3 separate regions of the Rattus norvegicus genome follow, and regions 1 and 3 are each linked to region 2. Evidence: chromatin contacts called from public Hi-C data. All regions are on one chromosome and are shown on one strand. The core of a region is the stretch at or near the end of the contact, and the rest is flanking DNA. Distances in the headings are between cores, read along the strand shown.

Region 1 (3,811 bases), core at 602-3,101, 200 kb before region 2:
GCTGCTAGTGGAAGACTGACTTCCAGGCAGCTAGGATGAGGGTCTTAAAGCCCACACCCAGGGTGACACACCTACCCCAATGGGCCACATCTTCTAATAGTACCACTCCCTGGGTCAAGCATATACAAACAATCACAGGTAACTAATGTGATGGGCTACTGGAAGGTGACTGGGTCCTGGGAAATGAAGCTAGTTGAAAGAGAGTGCAACTTTGGGGGCATATCCTGGGAACTATTTCTTCCTCTCCTGACATGAGGCTATATGTGTAAATGCTGGCATTGTTATGGTGTTCAACCAACTGGCCCAACTAAGTTATCTTAGTCAGGGTTTCTATTCCTGCACAAACATCATGACCAAGAAGCAAGTTGGGGCCTGAAAGGGTTTCTTCAGCTTACACTTCCACATTGCTCTTCATCACCAAAGGAAGTCAGGACTGGAACTCAAGCAGGTCAGGAAGCAGGAGCTGATGCAGAGGCCACGGAGGGATGTTTCTTACTGGCTTGCTTCCCCTGGCTTGCTCAGCTTGCTTTCTTATAGAAACCAGGACCACCAGCCCAGGGATGGCACCACCCACAATGGGCTGGGTCCTCCCCACTTGATCACTAATTGAGAAAATGCTTTACAGCTGGGTCTCATGGAGGCATTTCCTCAAGGGAGGCTCCTTTCTCTGTGATAACTCCAGCTTGTGTCAAGTTAACACACAAAACCAGCCAGTACACAAGCCTTTTCTCTTTTAAATAGTTTCTCTCAGGAGTTTTGTCACAGCAACCAGCCCCCAACGCGAGGACACTTGCCTACTTTCTTTACCCATGAGTTGGTTTCTATCTATTTCAGAGGTCTAGAGGTCATGTGCCTTGCCCAGCCATATCCTGATTAGTGACAAAGCAAGAGAGGCTCCCAGGAAAGTCAGGTGGCATTTACCTGGAGCGACACCAGGATGGCATCCCTTCGTCCATAACAGAGGGAGTGGACTGAGAGGAAAGCACAAATCCGCTCAACAAAGTAGGCGTGTCCTCCCGTCCATTAAGGTATTACATCAAATTAGGCCTATTTTAGATTTTTATATTTTAGTTTAGTTTAGCTGATACATAATGACATAAAGTGGTATGTATTTACATATGAATATATTGTACGAGTTTCCATATGGGCTAAGGTCTCTACTTTCTTTGTGAATATCCCGCCTCCTGTCCTGCTTCCGAACGGTGCACAGCAAGGGTCCCGTCCGCAGTTGTTCGCTGTGCAAGCGAGCAGAGCCTTCCTGTTTCATCTACATTGTTAATCTCCTCATTGCTCAATGTTGCACATTCTTCCTTCCCCAATATTTCAGTTTTTAAGGCTCATAACATGCTTGGGCTTTAAAGATGGCATTTTGGTTCTGGACAAGAAGCAAAGGTTAGGTCTGTGAATGTTTCGTTGCATCTGGGGTCCGGGAATGGGACTAACAACACCGAAGACCCGCGACTGCAGCTTCCTTTACTGCGCAGGCGCCTTTACAGCGGCATCGCCCCGCCCCAAGTGGACGAACCCATTCACAGGAAGAGGGGGTAAAGTGCCACAAATCCCGAACTTTTCGCGATGGTTCAAGCCGTGCTCTGGCCAATCAAAAAGTCTCCTTAATCCCCGCCTTCAGCTGCATCCTGGTTGGGTTGCCTCTCCAAAGACACTAGGAGGAGCTCAGAAATGATTGACATCATCTAAAGCCAGTGGCTAAGCTGAGAGCAGTTAAAGAGCAGAAACCTCTCCGCTTTGTCCAGCGGAGGGAGACGGTTTTTCCCCGCCTCCTTCTTCTATTGGGTCTCTGGAGTCTTCGAGCGTTTGATAGCAACCAATCAGAGAACAATATGGAGGGAGGAGGCGGGTTGATGATAGTTGCCAGGAGCCTGTTTGGCGCGACTCCTGGGACCAGTGGACTAGTGGTTGTGTCCCAACTCTTCTGCCGGGTCCAAGGCTGGGCTTGGGACGGGTTCTGCTCCGCCCCATCGGCACCTTTGCAGGCTGCCTGGGGCCTGAGGCCCTCTGTCCACCCAACCCTAGCACCCGGGCCACCATCCATCCCTTCATCACGGCCTCAGGCTCTGGGGTCAGCTGCCCCGAATCCTAACCCCCTTTCAGCCCCCACCCCTCCACACGTCTCTGCTAGTACCTGGTTACTATGGTGAAGCTAGCGGCCAAATGCATCCTGGCAGGTGAGTAGTAAATGTGCTTGAACGCGTGGTCCTAACTCAGGCAGTTTTGGTTCACGATCGCGTCCACTGTCTGTCTCCCTTAAGAATGGCTGTGGTGACCAACAGAGCAAATTCTAGAAGGTGGGCGGGGGCGGAGTGGGGGGGAACGGCACTACACTCCCCCTCCCCTAGGACACATTTGTAGATGCAGCCGCGTCCCGGTCTCCCTCCCATATTTTGAGACCACCTTCACCAGACATACTTAAAAACTTGAGCGAATATTTCAGCACAAGCATGGACTATATCCCAGAGTCAGGGGTCAGCGATGCTGGTCCCACTCCCTCTAATATCAGGAAGATGGGGTGAGGTGGATTACCGGGTGGCACAGTTGAGAGCATGAACTTGGAGTTTCCCCCGAAAGTAAGAAGCTTATTGTTGTTGTCTGACATAGAAATAATCAGCACAACGTGCAGAGCATGGTTGAGTAGTATATGGATAAATGCAGAGTAAGTGAGTTCGTGGTGCTCACACCCGTGGGCTTGTCTTGAGTCAGTCTGAACATTGGGAAGACTATATGCTTAGCTTGTAGTCTGGTTAACAGCAGAGCACATGTGTCTACTGAGTCGACATACATGCCAGTGTCAGTTGGGAGTATTTCATTTAACCCCCTTGCCACAGCACACCCGGGTAGGTTCTGTGTGGTCCTGATGTGACTGGGTCACTGAGTGATGTTGCCATGGGTAAACAAACCCCCAGTGAAGGCTGTCCACCGCATTCCCAGGTCTCCTGACTCCAGAGCTCTGCCTGTGGGTCAGAAGTGTTGGCTGCTTTTTTTTTTTTTTCTTGTTGGGACAACATACTGGACAGGAAATAGTTTATTGTGGTCACAGGTCTAGAGGACTGTCTATCATGGTGGGGAAGGCATGGTGACGAAAATGAGAGGCAGGCTGGCCACATGAAGCGTGAGCCCTGGCCCTTAGCTCTCTTTCTCCCTTCTATTCAGTCAGGAGCTCCAGCCCAAAGAATAGTGTCACTCGCCCTCGGGGGCGGGCCTTCCCACCTTAACCTAAGCTAGATCATTTCTCACTGGCATGCCTAAAGGCTTGTCCTCACTTCTGTGGTGACTCCTCATTGTAATCAAAAGATTAGCAACAGTGGTGTCTTTTGATCTTTATCCTATAGAGTAAGAATGGGGGTAGGGAAACCATACCCATAAATGACTTTTCTCATTTGAAACCAAAAGCATCACCCAGAGAGAGGAGTGAGAGTTGTTGCTCAGGCCCTAGTGCAGTAGAAGGAAGCCTGGCTCTGTGGAGAGTCTGTAGTTCTCAGCGCGCCAGGGGAGGCAGTGTGGTGTAACAAAAGCAGCCAGTCCTTGCCCAGCTCTGTGGCTTTGGACAGTGTTCAGCTTCTGCATGGGTAAGTTGAGGACATTCTTTTTTTTTAAATTAAATTTCGTCTTAAGTAGGCGGTTCTGCCTGCTGTTCTCGGCTTGCTCCTCCTTAGCTGGTTAGCTCTCGAGGAGGTCCTGTGGTGATCCACTCTCCTCAGACTTGCTGTGTGCTGGTGTCACATCACACCCTCACAGCCACCAGCCAGTCCTCATGTAAGGTGAGGCAAGGAAGCCCCAGAGCAGTGAAGACACT
Region 2 (3,852 bases), core at 884-3,383:
AAACGAGGACGTACCCCTCCTTACAAGGCCTCAATAACAAACAAATTTGAAATCCACCAAAGTCCACCCTGAGGAACCAATGAGTTTGCTGGGCTTGTTTACAGACCATGGGCAACCCCAAAGTGGCCTCACCCCAACATGGATGACGACTTCCACACAGCTGATGAATAGAGGCCACCCCCACTCCTTCTGGCAACCTTAAATGACCTAGCATCACCTGAGTCCATGAGGCCACGTACACTCAGGGGAAGAATCACCTATTGTCTGGGCATTGGGGAGAGCAGCTAGCCTCTGGGAGCCACATCGAAAAGAAGGGAGAAAGGAGGGAAAGACATGATGGGAACAGTTCAGCAAAGATACGCGCCTCTTCATATTTTAGGGCATTTCGACTTTCTGTTCATCTGGGGCCTTGCTATAGAGCCCAAGCTAGCTTCAGGGCTGCCCAGGCTGCCCTCCCGTTTTCAGCTGTTGGGAGCTTAGGATCAGGTGACCCAGTGAGAACTTGCTTCAACTTTTTAACAACTGATCTAGAGCCAGCAGGATGGCTCAGTGTTCAAAGCAAGTGCCTTTTCTCACAACCTCCGACTTTGCCAGCTCCTGTCTGATGTCATGCTCCCCTCAGTTTCAGAGTAGGGGGAATCCCAGAACATGCTGCCAGACCTGTCTAGACGCCAACTCTTAAAGACATATACATGACAGGACCAAGGCAGTGACAGTACACCCTCGGAGCAGAAAGAACAGCAAGTGTAGGACCTGCTGAGAGAGGAATGAGAGCAGGTCATGGTGGCCAGAGCAGAGGTTGTGCAGAATAGCAGGGAGCTGGTCAAAACAGGCAGGGATGTTGGGCCATGGGAAGCTAGTCCAGCTCCACGTTGAGCTTCCCTAGGAAGTGTGGGAAGAGCTTTGATCATGCTGAGGAGCGACCCACTGGGAGTATGAATGATTGAACAACAAGAGGAGATGGTCCTATGAGGAAGACAGCACTCAGATATGGCTGAAATTACAATACAGACTAGAATGTGGTGGGGAAAGGAAGTTAATGATGAGGACCCAGCAGGACTCACCAGGGAACAAAACTTGGGAAAACTGGAAGGCAAGCTCATTGGTAATTTAATGAAATGGGTAACCCCATCCACATTGCCATTTTCAGCACTAGAAAGTGGAATGTCCTTTGACAGCCATTTATTTTACCCCTTATTATCTAGCATCTAGCATTTCCAGCTTGCATTGGCTGGGGGCGGGGCGGGGGGGGGGGCCGCGGGATCTGAAGGCCATAAAACTAGTCTTGCCTAAACCTGGACACCACATGTGTCTAAGATGTATTTTCTAAAAAAGATCTGCTGGGAAACTATCAAGGAGACCTAGACAGCCAGATAGAAGGAACCAACTTTAAATAAAAGTCCATCCTGAGTTTCTTTACAGGTTTCATAATTGCCTAGCACTCTTTGGCTGCAGGGGGTGTTAGAAGTCAAGAGGTCGCACTGAACTGCACCGTGTGAATCGTGATAATCAATTAACACGCAGACTCCTAGCCTGCAGCTTGGATAGCCCTGACTTGAATATCAATTTAGAGCGAGACACTCTAAATCTGCTTTAAAAAAAAAAATCAGAAATCTCCGTTGAAAGACTCTTGAGATCTGTGGAACACCGAAGCTCTAGCAACCCGGACTACACAGGTCATTTGCCACCCTGCGTACGTGCCACAGGTAACAAGCACAAGTAACGCGCCGGGCCACCCTCCAGGTAAGGCTGAGCCAGACCAACAACCAGACTGGAGCAAGCGAGAACGTCGGGGAATTGTGGGAGGCAGAGGCGGACGCGAAGCATTGTGGGACACCGCGCGGGTAGCTCTGGCTCCCCGCCCCAGCTTCTCTCGAACCGAGCGTGACCACGTTTCAGTTCTGAACCGCTCAGGGCGTCCCCAGATGCCGCTGACGTAATCACCTCACTGTGTCTGGCACCTCAGAGGCGAGGTAGGACTTTTAGCCAAGAGCTGTGACGGACTTCCGGTTGGGTCTCGCTTTACGGCTTGACGTTTTTCCGCTGACTAGAAGGACGTGATGGGCCATTTACGACAGCGCTGGTCGCGTTTTACGGCACCGGCCTGCGCGCGCATCTTCCCTCCTGTCTTGGTCCCTGCGAGTATCGAGGCTATCGCAGTTTCTTACCCGGGCTATCTGTCGCCATCCGGGCCCGCGGAGGCCGTTGCAGGTGAGCGGCTTGTTTGGTAGGACCCTGCAGACCTCGCGAGCCAGCCTGGGCTAGGCATGACTTCGGGGGCTCCCGGAAGAGCCTTCCTTTACGTCCTCTCCTGTCGTCGGTGCCCCTCCGCTGGGCGGGGCGGGATTCGGCCTCAGGTGGTCCCAGGCACGACACAGAGTGCAAGACACCGGACATTGTGTGTGGATCCCTCTCCCGACGCTTTGCTGAGGTGGATTGGGGGGCGAAGTAGCCTCCTCTAGGGGTTCGAACAGATTCTTTCTATGCTCCGAAATGGACGACTAAGAAGAGTAGGTTCCAGCTCTGGTCCGAAACAGAGCCCAGGAGTTGATGGCTCCATCTGTAGTGTCCACAGTGATCCACACCACATTGTGGCCAATACAGCTGTCGCGTCGTTTTAGTTTTTCCCTACCAGTTTCTTTCTGGTTCATTTGTGCAGACGCCAAAGGACCAAACCCTGCCCATCCGGGGAGATGATGCATGTCAAGCCTTGAGCCATCTTGAACTTGTGACACCTCAAGTTTACAATTGCTTTTGAGGCAACCTGTTGAGTATGGCTTAAAGTCCCAGATGGTCAGACTGCCAGCTAACTACAGGATAGCCAGAAGAAGGACTTAAGTAGGCCACCTTGGAAACTTTTCGTTAGCAGAGCTAACTTTGTGTCTCAAAGATGGGGTGTGAGGGAGCAGTGGTGGTAGTGTCCGGTATAGTACCCCGATATCCTGGGGCCTCTTACTTCCTGTCAGCTGTTTGAAGGCAGCCACCCCACCCCCGTGTTCTTCCTACAGCCTAGCATAAGCTCATATTTGGAGAGTGAAGCTCCCAGGTTTATTCCTTGTCCCTGTCACCTAAATATTTAGAGAAGGAGGAGAGGTTACTAAGTTCTCTACTGGTGTTCTGCAGTTGCTCTCCAGCCTTCAAGAAGTAGTGTGATGACTTTTTCTCTGGACAGTGCCAGAGGGTTTCTTTGTGCCCCCCACCCCCCTTGGTTTGGTTTTTGATGGGAAGTGTCCAGCAAACCCCTGGATTACACAGCTGTTAGCTTTTACTTTTCTAAAATGAGCGTAGTGTTGGACACTATACTATATATGGACTTCAGGGCCAAAGATACACTACCAGTGTTCAAATTTCTAATCATCTAGCACTGTGACTTTTATTTCACTGTACCTTTAAGTTTTCACCCAGAAAATGGGAACAGGACTTACCCCACAGGACTGTCTGAAGGGGTTAATAAGTTCGTGTGCTGTATGCAGTCAGAACAGTGTCCTGGTGCTACTGCTTATGGGCTTTTGACACAGCCACTTTTGCAGCCTTTACCCACTGAGCCTTCTCACTGACCCAGCCTGACCTTGGTCACCAATGGTGCTTTTGCCTGGTCGCATGCACTGTACAGGATTTGTGCTGATGGAAGATTGGAAGGACCGGGTCTAGCCAAAGGTTCAGGGGGTGGTTTTGTTTGTTTGTTTTTAGTCCTTTGTTTTTTAGGATTTCTTTGTTGCCGAGTATGCACGTGTGGGGAGGTTGGTGGTGTGAATGCCAGCGTGTGCGTGCCATGGCATTCAGCTGGAGGTCAGAGGCCACATTTGGGAGTCAGTTCTCGCCTTCCACTTCGGTTCCACCTTGACCTGCGGC
Region 3 (3,735 bases), core at 445-2,944, 150 kb before region 2:
AGAATTTCACAGAAAAGCTACAGAGCCACAGATAAAGCTATGCACACCTCTGTTAGCCAGAAAGAAAGATCAAGAAAAAAATGAGGAAGGAGATGCATCTATCCAGCCAGTAAAATAAAACAACCTCCCCTCCCCAAAAAGTGTGGAACCCATGCTTAGGGGAGGAAGAAAAGCACATAGAGACTATGTTTGTAATTACCCATCCAGGTTCTCTTCCAGGAGGAGAAGCAGCTGATTGAAGTTTTGTGAGAGTCTGACTGTGATGGGAGGGCTGTATTTGAAGCTCTGGGCACGTAGAGTTGGAATGAAAAGGAGGCTGATCTGGAAGAAACACCAAGGGGGGAGGGAAGTGGAGAGAGAGAGAGAGAGAGAGAGAGAGAGAGAGAGAGAGAGAGAGAGAGAGAGATCGCCAGCTACGCCTTCCTCCCAGCTCCAGGAGGCCCTGGACAGCGCTCATTCCGGAACTGTGGAACAGGAGTCGGGGAGGCCAGGCAGCCCGGCCTGGCCCGTCCGCGGACAACAGAGGCCCCGTAGCCCGGCCCCACTCCTGGCGGGCTACAGAGCGCTGGGAGCGCACAGAGTGGGGGAGCTGTCCAGTTCAGCACCACGGCGACGCAGTAGGTGGGCGCTCCTGCTCCGAGAGCTGTCCAGTCCAGCACCGCGGCGATGCTGTAGGTGAGAGCGCCCTGTCTCGGGGAGCTGTCCAGTTCAGCACCACGGCGATGCAGTAAGTGGAAGAGCCAGGCCGGGGTGAGCTGTCCGTTTCAGCACCACGGCGATGCTGTAGCTGGGAGCGCCTGGCCCGGGGCTGCGCGGCCGCGAGCGGGGGAGGCGGGCGGGCCTGCCTGCTGCAAGACGCCGGCTAGCGCGCCCCATCGCTCTCTCGCTCGCTGGCTTCCAAGGAGCTTTGCGGATCGGGGGAGGGAACCCCGCCTCGATTCTCCGGGAGAAACCCCCTCCCTCCCCCACTTCGCCGACACTACCCCCGCCGCCAACAACAATAACCGCGGCTGCTCGTCCTGCCGCCACCGCGCCCGCCAACCCTGCTGCCGCCGCCGCCGCCGCCGCCGCTGCCGCCGCCGCCGCCGGGGCACAACCATGGGAGGCGAGACCCCCTCACCGGTGCAGCTGAGCTCGAGGGCTTGCAGAAGACTGGGCAGTCTCCTCTGAAACGGAGGCACCCCGAGGACCCCCTCCCTCCCCAAGGAAGAGAACTGGCGAAGCCACGGATTTTCATGGCGCAGGCCGCAGAGCCGCGAACGAAGACCGAAGGTTGCTTCCCAGCTCTTCCAGTCTCTAACTGTCTAGGTCCGGACCATGAGAGATGGTGTTGAGAATTCGGCTGTACCCTGGCGCGCTGTGGAAGCCATCTCCAAATTAGCGATCACATATGGAAACTGGAGACCAGAATTTTAGGAAAAGAGATTAAGGCATCTCACTTGGGGGGGGTGGGGGGTGTCTTTTTATTTATTTTCCCTTTTTTAAAAAAAATCGCTGCAACTGGAACAGTTTTTTGATCTCAAAAGGCAAGCCTCTCTTCCCGTGTGATCTTTATAATTTACACACTTTTCCGTGAGCTTTCTTATCTCCCTTTTTTTATATCTCTCCATATTCTCTATTCACACATATATCCATTATATTAGTAGTGGAATTACCATTCGCACCCTCACACACACGCTCCTGAGAACCAGAAGTCGGTTGGGTGTTTATATAATGAAGAATTATGGGGCTGTTTGATCGAGGTGTTCAAATGCTTTTAACCACCGTTGGTGCTTTCGCTGCCTTCAGCTTGATGACCATCGCTGTGGGAACCGACTATTGGCTGTACTCCAGAGGGGTTTGCAAGACCAAAAGTGTCAGTGAGAATGAAACCAGCAAAAAGAACGAGGAAGTTATGACCCATTCCGGATTATGGAGAACCTGCTGCCTCGAAGGTATTTGATTTCCTACCTCCTCCCCCTTCCCACGCCGCCCCTCCCCTCCCCTCCACCCCCCTCCCGCCTCCAAATAAGTCCCCTCCACATTCCACCATTTTCCCACTTCACTCCCTCCGCCGCCGCTGCTGCAGATCAAGGTTGGCTGGGTTAGTTTCAGAGGAAAGAAAATCAATAGGCAAAACCCACACTCTCTACTCTTTGGCTGCCATCCCCGTCTTCCCAAACCTCCTCGCTGGAATGATCTATGGTACGGTGAAAACAGGAAATTGTCCATAGAGTCAGATGTTCTCTGGATGCTTTGGAGTCCTTAGGGTTTGCCTTTGGGTCTAGCTTGGCCACCTATGAGGAGGGAAAATGATTGCTTCTCTGCGTGCTGCTCAGCCTTTTGCAATGAAGGATTCAGAAAAAATGTTCTTCCTCTTCTCCTCACTCCTCAAAAGTTACAGGCCCAGCACCATCTGCAAGTCTCCCTTAAAAAAAAAAATCTGTTGTTTCTAAGAATCCTTATTTGGTAGATTCTAATTATTCCAGGAGCTCATGTCGAGTTCAAGAGCATTTCGTAATGTCTACGAGCCCCGCGGATCATTTGAGGTGGCTGGCTGTGTATGTGTGTGTGTGTGGTGTGTGTTTTAAGGTTTACGAAGTCTAAAATGCATGTGTCTCTCACAGGAAACAAGCCCAAGTTCTAATAAACAGCGGTCACTTGCGGGTTAGGCTGAGCGCGGATTTGCTTCCACGCAGAGTGACATGTCTGTCATCCAGAAGCAAGTCGAGTCAGCACTGTGCAGGCAGGAGGCGAGGGCATGGAGAGGTTGAGGGGGAATGGGAAAGCATGGGTGGGGGTGTCAGCTGTTGGTCTTGATCTTGCAGAGTCACTGGGGCAAGTGTACTGCATGTGCTATGGGCCGAGGGGCTCCCACAACGTAAAGGCCAGGAGATGAGGACATGAGGAAGGCATGTGCTTTTGGGACACGTTAATAAACACAAGAGGGGGGAACTCTGTAGGTCATACAAGCTGCATTTACCCACAGACTTTAATGGGAAGGAGTGAATTTGCATAGCTATATCTGTCTGTGTGCAAAAGCCACCTATAGGAAGACAGGCAGAGAGACACATATGCCCCTGTATGGAAAGAGGCTTGTATGTGTTCCACTGATGTGAACCAAGCCTGGAGGCCCGTTGAGGTGGCGTCGGGAAGCGAGCACTGCAGAACTGTTTGTTAAGCTCAACGTGGGATGGTGCTGCAGGGAGTTGGGGCCAGCAGATGGGGGAGAGGGCAAAACTGACGTGGTCCTGGCGAGGAGGGGGGTCTAGCCTATACTAAGCCAAACACTAGTCTGGGAAAAGAGCTTACATCGAATGCCCCCTCCCGGTGTGCTTGGTGCAAACGGTTGAGTGATGGCTGAACATGTTTTGAATAGCTAAGTGACTTCATTGAGCAATGGTCTGTTTGACGCATACTGCATTTGATACCCTTTCTCAGTCCAAGCGCTGCCTTTAACATTCTGCAGAGGTGCTCTCTGCTGAACACTCCGTGCTCCTCCCCAGCCAGAGAGTCAATATCAGGAAATTAATAGGGACCGTTTTACACACACGCATTCCGCCTCTCTTTTTAAAAAAAAAATGAAAAGCCTTTCGTAGCGCCAGTCATTTGCAGTGGGGAGGCAGCTTCCATGTAATTAAACATTTATGGCAGGCTTTGATGCCGAAAGAGGAAGAAAGCAGAGGGAATGAGGGTTGCTTTGGGGACATGATCCTGGCAGCTGCTTACATCCCTTGGATTTTGGTTAGAGGGATA

Evidence for each region. Hi-C and Micro-C count contacts between places; a contact is called where the count stands out from the background.
Region 1: a contact with region 2 is called in a Hi-C map of kidney, with 5 times the contacts expected there. The contact joins the promoter of Ift27 here to the promoter of Eif3d in region 2. A contact is called at or near these places in 5 of 12 Hi-C or Micro-C datasets (Schwann cells, frontal cortex, hepatocytes and 2 more) and 1 of 1 datasets of contacts at active chromatin or transcription factors (oligodendrocytes).
Region 3: a Hi-C map of frontal cortex shows a contact between it and region 2, with 2.1 times the contacts expected there. The contact joins the promoter of Cacng2 here to the promoter of Eif3d in region 2. A contact is called at or near these places in 4 of 12 Hi-C or Micro-C datasets (Schwann cells, frontal cortex, liver and 1 more).

What each region holds. Positions count from the first base shown.
Region 1 is chr7:111,632,976-111,636,786 of GRCr8, reverse strand. It overlaps Ift27 (intraflagellar transport 27), which reads left to right and starts at 1,851. Exons shown (of 7, transcript NM_001130495.1): 1 at 1,851-2,186. The coding sequence starts at 2,153.
Region 2 is chr7:111,431,021-111,434,872 of GRCr8, reverse strand. It overlaps Eif3d (eukaryotic translation initiation factor 3, subunit D), which reads left to right and starts at 2,133. Exons shown (of 15, transcript NM_001004283.1): 1 at 2,133-2,211. LOC102553765 (a long non-coding RNA gene) reads right to left here and starts at 2,022. Exons shown (of 4, transcript XR_593640.4): 1 at 1,945-2,022.
Region 3 is chr7:111,575,716-111,579,450 of GRCr8, reverse strand. It overlaps Cacng2 (calcium voltage-gated channel auxiliary subunit gamma 2), which reads left to right and starts at 1,694. Exons shown (of 4, transcript NM_053351.2): 1 at 1,694-1,934. The coding sequence starts at 1,724. It overlaps LOC102554213 (a long non-coding RNA gene), which reads right to left and starts at 335. Exons shown (of 4, transcript XR_593641.4): 1 at 200-335.